Regions from separate parts of the Mus musculus genome. Here region 1 is linked to region 2. Evidence: chromatin contacts called from public promoter capture Hi-C data. All regions are on one chromosome and are shown on one strand. Each heading gives the region's core, a stretch centred on a gene start, on an enhancer-like site or on the middle of the called end of the contact. The rest is flanking DNA. Distances are from core to core; before and after follow the strand shown. Region 1 holds the start of Slc39a5 (solute carrier family 39 (metal ion transporter), member 5). Region 2 overlaps Rbms2 (RNA binding motif, single stranded interacting protein 2).

The links. Promoter capture Hi-C pulls out the DNA fragments that hold promoters and counts their contacts.
Region 1: a contact with region 2 is called in a promoter capture Hi-C map of embryonic stem cells, with 2.9 times the contacts expected there. The contact joins the promoter of Slc39a5 here to the enhancer-like site in region 2. A contact is called at or near these places in 3 of 39 promoter capture datasets (the C10 cell line, embryonic stem cells and hippocampal neurons), 3 of 484 Hi-C or Micro-C datasets (B cells and embryonic stem cells) and 4 of 9 other capture datasets (adipose tissue, embryonic stem cells, liver and 1 more).

Annotation. Positions count from the first base shown.
Region 1 is chr10:128,399,927-128,405,954 of GRCm38.p6, forward strand. Slc39a5 (solute carrier family 39 (metal ion transporter), member 5) reads right to left here and starts at 1,298. Exons shown (of 12, transcript NM_001136237.1): 1 at 1,244-1,298; 2 at 508-601; 3 at 1-230. The coding sequence starts at 161. Nabp2 (nucleic acid binding protein 2) reads right to left here. Exons shown (of 7, transcript NM_027257.2): 7 at 1,469-1,997. The coding sequence ends at 1,798.
Region 2 is chr10:128,136,340-128,142,195 of GRCm38.p6, forward strand. It overlaps Rbms2 (RNA binding motif, single stranded interacting protein 2), which reads right to left. Exons shown (of 13, transcript NM_019711.2): 6 at 1,779-1,858; 7 at 1,581-1,690; 8 at 1,322-1,368; 9 at 1,135-1,228. Among named protein-coding and RNA genes, the nearest start is that of Gm51821, 14 kb to the left of the region's middle. Within about 2 kb of position 4,407, at least 9 of the 459 cell types and tissues checked have an H3K27ac peak or open chromatin away from gene starts, as enhancers often do. A contact at or near this core is called in embryonic stem cells, where this site is marked.

The sequences.
Region 1 (6,028 bases), core at 48-2,547, 260 kb after region 2:
GCAGTCAGTGTCCCGTTCTCTCCATATAGACCAAACAACTGGGCCAGGTAGTGGTTCTGTTCCTGTTCAGCTGGGCCCAGGTTTGGGACGGAGCCTCCTACCCAGCCCAAGGCCACCCCCACACATAGGCCAGTCAGCAGATGATGTACTGGGGGCCCCATCACTAGGGCTATGGTTAGAGGCTCTGTTTCTGACTTCTATTTCCTTTGAGACATCCTGAGGACTGTACCCTAGAACAAGGAGGAGGGGTGGGGTCAGAGCTGCTGTCCCTCAGCTGAGAGCTAGGGAGATGTTCTTACACTTACCACCGCTTACTGAGTCTGTCTGCAGCTTCTGCAGGCTCAGGCGTTCTCTGCCCCTCCCTTCTGCCTTCTGGAGCAGCCTCCTGACCCCAGAGCTCTCCTTACACCTGGTCCCGAGACAACCCACCTCTCAAGCTTGTTCCGCCTCCCTATTCCCTCTCCATATTCAGGGCCTCACCCCTACTGGCAGTGTGAGAGCTGTCACCTCAGGTCCCTGGAAGGCCTCACTGTGGACCTTAGGAGATCCGAGGGAAGGAGCTCAGCCTTCAGATGCAGTGGAAGCCACGTCACAAGGAGGGCTGAAATGGATAGGTTTCCCCTTAGCCCACCTGCTCTGGGGCGGAGTCAGGGGTGGGGCAAGTGTGGGAAGGTTCATATAGGAGTTAATGGTTCACTGGTCTCTGGGATGGGGGGGGTCAAAAGTCAGTCTCTGCAGGGCCTTGACTGGGGAGGGGCCACCCTCTGCCCTGAAGAAGCCACATGGTTAAGAACTTGTGCTCAGTTTTTTCCTCTTAAATATTTTATAGCCCATAAGCCATTCAGCGCCACCCAAGCCTTTTCCTAAACGTACCCTCCCCACATTCCTAACATCTGGTCCTGAGCTGCGTCTGTTTCCAACCCCATCCCCACATTCCCTGGAGAGTTGAGCCAAGGTGCTCCTAAACTGGGAGTTAGAGGGAGAGGCAGATAAGTGGCAATTCCAGATGCATTTAGGAAAGTGACTTCAGTGATGCCCACCCTGGGAAGTGTAAGAAAAGAGCTGTGATTCCCCGACTCCAGCAAGCACTAACCGTCAGCACCCCCCAGCTCTATAATCAATGAACGAGAAAGAGGAAGCCCTGTTGAGGAAAAGAAGCCAGAACAGGGCTCCCCTCTGACATCTGACCTGGCTTACAATCAGGGGGTCAGTGAGTGGCCCGGGGGGTTGGGGTTAGCATTACCTGACGGCAGGACAGGAGACACAAAAGACACCAAGAGGAAGGGGGACCCAGCCTTCTTGTGGGAGGCAGGCTGGACAAGGGTCACCTGGAGGGAGGGGGTAGGGGAGGGACACTACCTTAAAGGGGCAGGCTTGCTTTGCCAAAGGCCTCCTTGCCTGGGCACTACAATTCCCTAAGTGCACACCTGCTAACCTCTTTCCTATGAGAGAAACACAGACTCCAGAATGAGTGGGAACATTTATTAGGAAGGAGGGATTTCAGTTAGACCCTTATTTCCCACACAAAAACCACACTGTCTTTTCCAAAGGAGGGCAGGCAGAGGACCCTGGATCCCAGGGGATAGACAGCATCAGCAGGACAGGGGTGGGGTGGGGCGTGAGTTTGAGGTGGATAAGGCTGCTGCTTCCAACCCCTCCAGGGAAATTTAGTGGCTAAAACACAGCTACTTTATCCTCTAATCCCAAAGCCAGCAGCCTGATAGAAGACTGTCTTGTTCTCTGGCAGAGACGCCTGGATCATGGTTGTGGTGGAAGGAAGGAGAGACTCATCTCTTGCTATCTCTTGCTGCTTCTTCGGGTTTCTTTGCCGTTGCTGACAGGGTTGCTGGAGGGGCCAGGAGGGCCGGAAGGCGTGTGGTTGGGTTGACTTCGAGTGATTCGGGTGCTGGGGGGATGTGAGGGGGTGTGAGAAGGATGGGGGCCACCCACAGGACCTAGCTGGGTGCTCAGTCCATTTCCGTTCTGGTTCTCGGAAGCTAGTTGTGGGAGAGGAAGAAACAGAGTTAGGTAGTTAAGGTAAGAAAGGGTCTGTCTTCAAAGCCCACTTCCATGCCCCAGAGAGTGGATGAGTCTTCACCAAGCACAACTGCGTGAATGCTGACCAGGTACAAAAAGACTATGGGTTTTGAATAAGAATGGGATCCTAGCCGGCATGGTGGCGCACGCCTTTAATCCCAGCACTCGGGAGGCAGAGGCAGGTGGATTTCTGAGTTCGAGGCCAGCCTGGTTGGGACCCTAGCACTGATAATTTTAACTGTCAATTTGGTACAATCTAGAGTCTGCTAGGGAGAGTCAGTGAGGGGCTTGTCTACATTGGCTGGTCTGTAGGGGATTGTAATTAACTTAATTTTGCAGGAAGACCTAGCCCAACTGTAGATGGCCCTATTCCCTAGGCAGGTGGTCCTGAATAGAGTACAAAAAGCTATGGGCTAAAAGTATGAATGGGGCCCCTCAATAATTTTGGAAGTTGCTCCATGAACCACATATGTGTGTGTGTATAATTTTATATTATATAAATACAACATATTTATCTTAGGTATCTCTGTGTCATTGGAAATCAGACCCAGATTTAGTTCAAGGCTCAAAGCTCTCTGAAAAAATGTCCTATGGCCCAAGATGCCTGTAAAGCTGGAGAAGCACAGGAAGAAGAGCTATAGTTTCTCTTTAAATGGAAAGGGGCTGGGTCTATCATGTGGGAAGTTAGTGCTTGGGTTAGATACCCAGCACTATAATAAAATGAAAAATACATCCGGGAACTGAACCCCTCTGCCACTGACTGAGCCACTTAGCTACACATCACCCCCCAACTGTGTATATTTTGTGTTTACTCCTGTGTGTGTGTGTAGCTAAGTGTACACGCACGCACACACACACACATATATAACCTTCAGGAGTTGGTTGTCTCCTTCTGCCATGTGGATGTTCTGGGAATTGAACTCAGGTTGTCAGGCTTGATGTCAAATACCCATTCCTGCTGAACCACCTTGCCAATCCCTACACCCATATATTTTAAACATTTTAAGGGAGCTGGGAGTGTGAGATGCCTTCACTCTGGCAACTGTATGCTAGGATTACCCCTCCCCCCCCCCACACACACATACCTATTGCAGCGTATTATAATCCTTACTCCTGCAGAGACTGAAAGGCAGGTGCTGTGTTTTATTCCTTGACATATACATAGAGTAGGTGCTCTACTGAGTCCTAGTAGACAGAAACAGGACTGTCTCTGGTGTACAAAGGCATTGCTGACCGTCAGTGATGTGGAGACTAGTTCTCAAACCATATTCCCACTCAATTCTCTGTTCTACTGGTCTAAGCTATCTGTAGCCTAGATGGAAGGGAAAAGCCCTTTCCTCAGTTCATAGATAAAGCAAATATGTACATCGCAATGTTAAGATTTTGTTCTATATATTAAAAAAAAAAAAAAAAACAACAGACAACTTTTGGGGGCTGGGGAGATGGCTCAGCAGTGAGGAGCACTGGCTGCTCTTGTAGAAGATCCAGGTTCAGTTCCCAGCACCCACATAGGAGTTCACACATCTGTAACACTAGTTCCGTGGGACCCAGCATCCTCCTCTAGCCTTCACAGGTCCCAGGGAAACAGACGGTGCACAGACATGCATATATTCAGGCACCTACACACTTTTATTTTGCGCAGGGTGGTGCCACAGGCCTTTAATCCCAGCACTCAGGAGGCAGAGGCAGGTGGATCTTTGAGTTCCAGGGCAGCCTGGTCTGCAGAGGCAGGGCAGCCAGGGCTATACAGAGAAACCCTGTCTCAAAAAAAAAAAAAAAAAAAAAAAGTATCTGGGGACTAAGGATCATATTGAGTGGTGGTTAGGTCTGTCACCTTGATACAGACTAGAATCACCTGGGAAGAGGCAGGAAGGACTGCTGAGTTGGTTGGTCCGTGGGCTTATCTATGGGGGATTGTAATTAATTATGCGGGAAGACCCAGCACACTGCGTGGCATCACTCAGTGAGAAACTGAGCTGAGCACAAGCAAGCGTGAATTCGTTTTCTCTGCTCCTGACCGTGCTTGCACTGTGACCAGCTCTGTCCACCGCAGGGATGGACTGCATGTAACCCAGAACTGTCAGCTAGGTGAACCCTTCTGCCCAACACTGCTTGCTGTCAAGATAAGGCAACAACAAGGTAGACACAACACCCTCACAGAGCTGGCGAGATGGCTCGGCAGACAAGGATGTTTGCTGCCAAGCCTGGTGGCTTGGATTCAATTCCTGGAACCCCTATGGTGCAAGGACTGACACCCACAGACTGCCACTGTCCTTTGACTTTCACGTGCCCACTGTGGCACATGAAAGCTCCCTCCCAAATTAAATACATACATATAGAGAAAATATATACACAACAGAAGGATTTACAAAGCCACAAAAAGAAAAACAAACAAAAAAAAAACCCCAAAAATCCAGAAGCCCTCTCATTTCTATTAGCAGGTGAAAAAAGGGAGTAAACACTTGGCAAATGAGTTCCACATGGTCTTAGGTATCCCTTCCCTCTTTTTCCTGTTTCTCTGTGTAGCCCTGACTGTAATGGAACTTGCTCTGTAGACCAGGCTAGACTCAAACTCAGAGATCCGTCTGCCTCTGCTTCCTGAGCACTGGGATTAAAGGGGTGCACCAACACACCCAGCAGGTGTTCCTTTTCTTTGTTTTTTTTTTTTTTTTTTTTTTTGAGACAGGGCCTTGCTATGGAGACCAGGCTGGCCTAGAACTCATTCTCTGGATCCCAGAATGTCCTCAGAACTTGCAGTAACCCTCGTTGCCTCTGCTGCTCAAATGTTAGACAGCAACCGTGCCTGGCTCTTGGTTGTACCTTATTAGAAATATTTTTGTAGCTAGACATGATGGCCACACACCCATGGTCCAGCACTTGGAAGGCGTAGGTAGGAGGAATAGAGATGCTGGGCCAGGTTTGGCTACATATGTAAGTTTGAGGCCAGCCTTACATGAGACTGTCTCTTAAAGTAAATAAAAAAAAACTAAAAATACAGTCATGAGCCGGGCGTGGTGGCGCACGCCTTTAATCTCAGCACTCGGGAGGCAGAGGCAGGCGGATTTCTGAGTTCGAGGCCAGCCTGGTCTACAGAGTGAGTTCCAGGACAGCCAGGGCTATACAGAGAAACCCTGTCTCAAAAAAACAAAAAAACAAACAAACAAAAAAAAAATACAGTCATGGAAAAGTATTATCCTACTTTACGCTCTCCTTTTCTTCTATTGTTTTTTTTTTTTTATCCTGGGGAATGAACCCAAGGCCGTGCCACTGAACTACTTTTAGGTCCAACAGTCACGTCACATCTGCCTATCTACCTTGCCTCTCTTTCCTCTCTCTCCCTTCCTGCTCTCTCTCTCTCTCTCTCTCTCTCTCTCTCTCTCTCTCTCTCTCTCTCTCTCCTTTCCTTCCTTTGAAGCAGGGTCTCCCTGACTGGCCTGATGCTCTGATACTTCAGGCTAGCCACCCCCATTGAGTGACCCTCCCACCTCAGCCTGTAACGTATGAGGATTATAGACGTGAAGTGTCAAACCAGCATTTTTCTTTCTTTCTTTTTTTTTTGAACACTTATTTTTTATGTGTAAGAGTATTTTGCCTGTATGTGTATGTGCAGGCACCACATTGCCTGAAGAGGGCATATGAACACAAGCCCTGGATGCCCTGGAACTGGAGTTTCAGATCACCGTGAGCTGCCATGAGGGTGCTGAGAACCACACTAGGTCTTCTACAACAGCAGCCCACTGTTCTTAACTGCAAACCATCTCCCCATCCCTTAAGTCTTCTTCAATTGAAAATATATGCTACCTTTTATGGTGGAATTAAATGGTATTCATTTTGATTACAATATTGGAGGTTCTTCACAAAGCCAGAAGGAGCAGGAGAAATATGCAGTCATAGATCATATATGAGGAATTGTCTCCATTGGTGGTCCCGTGCACACCTCAGATGGGAACTGTAATTAACTTAATTATGTTAAGCCACCCAGAGCACCGTG
Region 2 (5,856 bases), core at 3,157-5,656:
TTTGTTTGTTTTGTTTTGTTTTTGTTTTTCGAAACAGGGTTTCTCTGTATAGCCCTGGCTGTCCTGGAACTCACTTTGTAGACCAGGCTGGCCTTGAACTCAGAAATCTACCTGCCTCTGTCTCCCAAGTGCTGGGATTAAAGGTGTGTGCCACCATGCCCGGCTATAAAGTTACATTTTTATCAAACACCTTTAATCCCAGCACTCCAAAGGCAGAGGCAGGCAGATTTCTGAGTTCGAGGCCAGCCTGGTCTACAAAGTGAGTTCCAGGACAGCCAGGGATATACAGAGAAACCCTGTCTCAAAAAACAAAAACAAAAACAAAACCAAAAAACATTTTTATCAAAACGATTCCCAAGGCCCCAATATTTGAGTATCTACTCACATGAAAGTGATCTACAATGAGGGTAAAAAGAGAAGCAGGATGATGTGGGGTTTTTTGTTTTTTTGTTTTTAAAGATTTATTTATTTATTTATTTATTTATTTATTTATTTAATGTAAGTACACTGTAGCTGTCTTCAGACACTCCAGAAGCGGGAGTCAGATCTCGTGTTACGGATGGTTGTGGATGGTTGTGAGCCACCATGTGGTTGCTGGGATTTGAACTCTGGACCTTTGGAAGAGCAGTCGGGTGCTCTTACCCACTGAGCCATCTCACCAGCCCGATGTGGGTTTTTTAAAACAGGGTCTCTCTTATATAGCCTTGGTTGTCCTGGAGCTTGCTATGTAGCCCAGGCTGGCCTCAAAAAATCACAAAGATCCAACTGCCTCTGCCTCCCAAATGCTGGGATTAGAGGTGTGTACCACCATGCCCAGCTCAAGAGGATGTTTCTATCTCTAAAAGTGTTTATATGCACTGTATGCATGGGTATATATGTATATACACATACAGGAATAATATATATTATTATATATTATATATTACACACACACATATACATCTATATATACACACACACATATACATATATATATATATATATACACATATATATATATATATATATATATATATACACACACATAAAAATCACATGTTATGCTCCAACATACCATTTCTTTGTGTGTACTATATAGAAAAGCTTTACATTCGTTCACTTAACACACACAGTAGGAAAAGCCTCACACCTCACCTGATAGGAAGACACAGGAGATGGAAGATACGGGGCTAGCGCAGATTGAGCAAGCATCCTGCTGTGGGCGATACTGTAAGGAGCTGCGTAGAACCTGCAGGAGAGGCCTTTGTTCAGTGAGAAGCCTCGGGGAGCCAGAGCCACCTCCACTAACTGCTGTTTGAAAATTAGAATGAAACACCCTTACCCATTCTGAAGGGCAGCAGTGGGGTCATAGGTCAAGGCCATACCGCCCTGTAAGAAAGAAGGTAGTGTCCATATTGCCAGCCCAGAATACCCACATGTCCCATGACAGGTTTTGGGGACTGCGCTAAAGAGCGAGTAGACACCAGGGCTCAGCCACACATCTTACTCTCAAGCTTCCCACCTACACGCACAGAAGCCAGGCTGCGCCATTTCCAACTCTAATGCTCTCAGGGTTCGTGCTTCCTCGGGGATCTTTTTACCATGTCTCCGTTCCTTGGCCAGGCCCGTCCATTTTGCACGTATCTTCCTTGGCTCTGTCGTTTCTTTGGCCCACCGTCAGCAAATTTGCAAAGCAAAGGGTCAGAAGGTGCTGTCAAGAGAAAACATACACAGTTGCTGGGCCACGGGGCAGTACCCATTCCTCCAATGGCTCCCAGCCCGAGTCCCAGAGGCCTCACCTGCTACTCCAGGGGGTGTCTTTATATACTTTCCATTAAAGTGGGTGATGATGGCTTCACACTTCTCTGTTGACTCCATCCTAAGACGCACATGAGGAGTAAGACCACCTGTCCGGGATATGTGTCCTACACATACTCACAGGCTCCTAGACCCACAAATACTGGAGAATGTTTATGTCCTACATGTTCATTTCGAGGCACCTAGCTTTCCTTTTTATTTATTTTTTTAAACACAGGCTATCTCTCTGTGTGTGTATTTTATATATACCTCTGCCTGGCCTCAAACCCTGTGTCTGAGAATGGCTTTGATCTGATTCTCCTGCCTCAGTGTTACAACTGCAGAAAAGTTCTACCGTGTCTGACTGCTATGGAGTGCTGGAAGTTGTCATGCAGGGTGAGCCCGCACTCGCTGACTGAGTAGCCCAGGCCCTAATGGTGAGCTGATGAGATGGTTCAGTGGATAATGGCATTTTTTTCAGCAGGCCCAACGACTTGAGTTCCATCCCTGGAACCCACATGGTATAAGGAGAGAGCCAACTCCTGATAGTTGTCCTCTGACCTCCACACATGCACTGTAACACACAAACATGCACATATGTACATAAGAAATAAACGTAAAGTTTTTTCAGTGGTCATGGAACTATTTTTTAAAAATTCCTAATGATGTCAGCATGATGGCGCATGACTTTGACCTCAGTGCTCGAGAAGCAGAGACTGGTGTCTCTCTGAGTGTTCCAGACCAGCCTGGGTCTACTTATCAAGTTCCAGGCCAGCTGGGGCTACAATGACACTGTCTCAAAAAAGAAAAAAAAAAAAAAGAAGTGAAGTGAAGTGGAGAAATGGCTCAGTGGGTAAGAGTACCTATTGCTCTTGCAGAGGACCCAGGTTCTGGTGCAAGTACTAACAGGATACCTCACAACCATGTGTAATAACTTACAGTGGATCCAATGCCCTCCTCTGACCTCTGAAGATAACAGGCTCACACTTGGTGCACATAAATGCATGTACACAGAAGACTCTTACACATACAAGTAAATATTTAAAGGAGAGAATTGACTCCTGTGAGCTTCCTCTGGCCTCCACAGAAATGTGATGCCATATTTGTTCTCCCCCCATGAATTGATAAATAAATGCCTTTTTTTTTTTTTTTTTTTTTCAAAGCAGAGTTTCTCTGTGTAGACCTGGCTGCTCTGGAACTCACTCTGCAGATCAGGCTGGCCTTGAACTCAGAGACCCACCTGCCTCTGCCTCCTGAGTGCTGGGATTAAAAAGGTGTGCAGCCACTACTACCTGTCATAAAGAAATGCTTTTTAAAGGGTGTGAGGGCTCTTGCCCCATACGTGATACAGAGGGGGAAAGCACAAGAAAAGAATGAAGGTGTAGGTACCAGTGGCCGTTCACCACCCAAGGCTCTGTAAGTCAGAGCACTCAGGAAAAGTGACCACATCCTCGTCTATGCACCAGCTACAGCTTCCTTCCGAAGTACAGACTGCTGAGCGGTTCCTGCTTGTTTCTGATTTTCTGAAATGGGAATCTTGTTGTATAGCCCCTGTCTCAGTGTTCACATGCTGGGATTTCAGCAGCTCTATACTTGGACTGGCAAGATGGCTCAGCAGATCAGAGAGCTTGCTGCCAAGTCTAATGACATGAGTTTGATCCCTGGAACCGACATGGTAAAGGAGAAAAATTGATTCCTAAAAGTTGTCCTCCATACACACACACACTCACAAATTAACAAATAAAATGTAATAGAAACATAAATGAGGGCCAGAGAGATGGCTCAGCAGTTAAGAGCACTGACTCTTCCAGAGGTCCTGAGTTCAAATCCCAGCAACCACAGGGTGGCTTACAACCATCTGTAATGAGATCTGATGCCCTCTTCTTCTGGTATGTCTGAAGACAGCTACAGTGTACTTACATATGGTAAATAAATTTAAAAAAAATAATAAACAAAACACAGGCAGTTATTTAATCCCAGCTGCTGGTGAACTATGTGAAGAACTGCCTGTATTGGGTTTAACTGTGAGCTTGTCAGCATGTCTCCCAGGGACTGTCTTCCATTAATTCACTTGGGTGGCACCATTCCCTAGGCAGGGACTGTTCCCTAGATGGGGGCCCTAAGCTGTGTCAGAGTGGAGAAGGCAAAGTGAGCCTAAACGGGCAAGCAAGCATGCATGAACTCATCCTGTCCTGGGTTCTGTCCGACAGGGCCTCTCAGTATAAGCTTTTTCAGCCTGGAACTGACTCTATTCACCAAGCTGTCCCTTCCACTCCACCCACTTCTGCCTCTTGAGTGCTGGGATTACAGGGACCACCACACCCTCCTTCCTAAGTATCCTTTTGTCCCGGTGTTTAAGCACAGTAACAAAAATGGAACCAGGACACATCACAAAAGAAAAAGGGCCAGGCGTGGTGGCGCACGCTTTTGATCCTAGCACTCGGGAGGCAGAGGCAGGCAGATTTCTGAGTTGGAGGCCAGCCTGGTCTACAGAGTGAGTTCCAGGACAGCTAGGGCTACACAGGGAAACCCTGTCTCGAAAAGCAAAACAAACAAGCAAACAGTGTGTGAGCCGAAAGTGGAAGAACACAAGTCCAAGACTCTTCCTCTTGTATTACCCAAGGTTGACATTAGGTGGCGCTACGCAGACTGAGCCTATTCAGAACTAGTATTTTTCTAGCCACAGCCTCTATTTTATTGGAGAGGCTGTTCTTTGAGACGGTATCTCACATAGTCCAGGGGCTCCCCATCCTCTTCCAAATGTCAGGATTGTGATGGGCCAAGATAACCCACTTCACTCCCAGTCTGAGCAGGCTAAGAGACTGAAACACAAAACCCAGACCTTTAAGCTAAAAACAATTAACAACTAACAGACTCTCCTCTCAAGTGAAACTCACTTGTTTGATTTTTCAATATTTTATTTATTTGTTTGTTTATTGAGCTAGGGTCTCACTCTCAATTCGGCAGGTCTTGAATTCCAAGTGATCCCTCTCATCTGAGCTACAGATCAGGCCTTGAATAGTTTGTTGTTTTGGTGTTTGTTTGTTTGTTTGTTTGTTTCAAGAGAAGAGTTTTTCTGTGTAACAGAGCCTTGGCTGGCCTGGAACGTGATCTATAGACCAGGCTGGCCCTGAACACATAGAGATCCTCCTGCATCTGCCCTCTCAACCACTGCTTGACTTCCACTGTTGATTTTGAGACAGACTCTTAAAAAAAACAAAAGCAAAAACAAAAACAAAAATCAACTTGGGCTGACTGTAAACAGTCTATGTACAACTTTCCAAGCACAAGGGTTACAGGTGTGTACAAACTTTGAGGGGTTCACCTTCAACTTCTGATTCTCCTGCCTCCACAACCCAAGTGCTAAAATGTCATTAGATACCCATTTTATTCCATGCTGTAGATCAAATTTTGGGGGGGGGGGTCCCATGCCTACTAAGCAAGCACTCTACCCACAGAGCTACATTACCACCCTGTCTTGAGCTTGGACTCATGATGTAGTTAGTGCTGGCTAGCCTGGAACTCACATTCTTTCAGATATGGCCACTTTGAACTTGCAGAGATTTTCCGCCACTCAAAACAAAAAGTCTTTGCAACAATGTTTCACATGTATTTATTTTGTATGTGTTAGCATTCTCTCTAAGATCCATCCCACAGTTACCTGGCAACAGCCAGGGATGCTCCACCCCACAGTACCTGGCAACACCCAGGGATGCCTGATGAGCTGCTTGCTCCCTCTTGCTCATGTTCTGTCCTCTCCTCTCTCTCCTCCCTCCCCTCCATCTCTCCACGTGCTCATGGCAGCCTCTTCTCCTCTACTTCTTCTCTTCTCTTCTCCTCTACTTCTCTTCTCTTCTCTCTGCCTTTCTCTGCCTCTACTACCCTCTTAACTCCCCCCTCCCATGCCCTTAATAAACTCTATTACTATACCATCATGTGGTTGCTCCCTCAGGGGGAAGGGATGCCTCAGCATGGGCCCACCAAGGTACCCCCTCCCCCCCATACCTGACTATACCTCCATAGAACATAACTCCCCCCCCCACTTTCTTTGTCTTTTTATAAAAACATCAGTATGTGTGT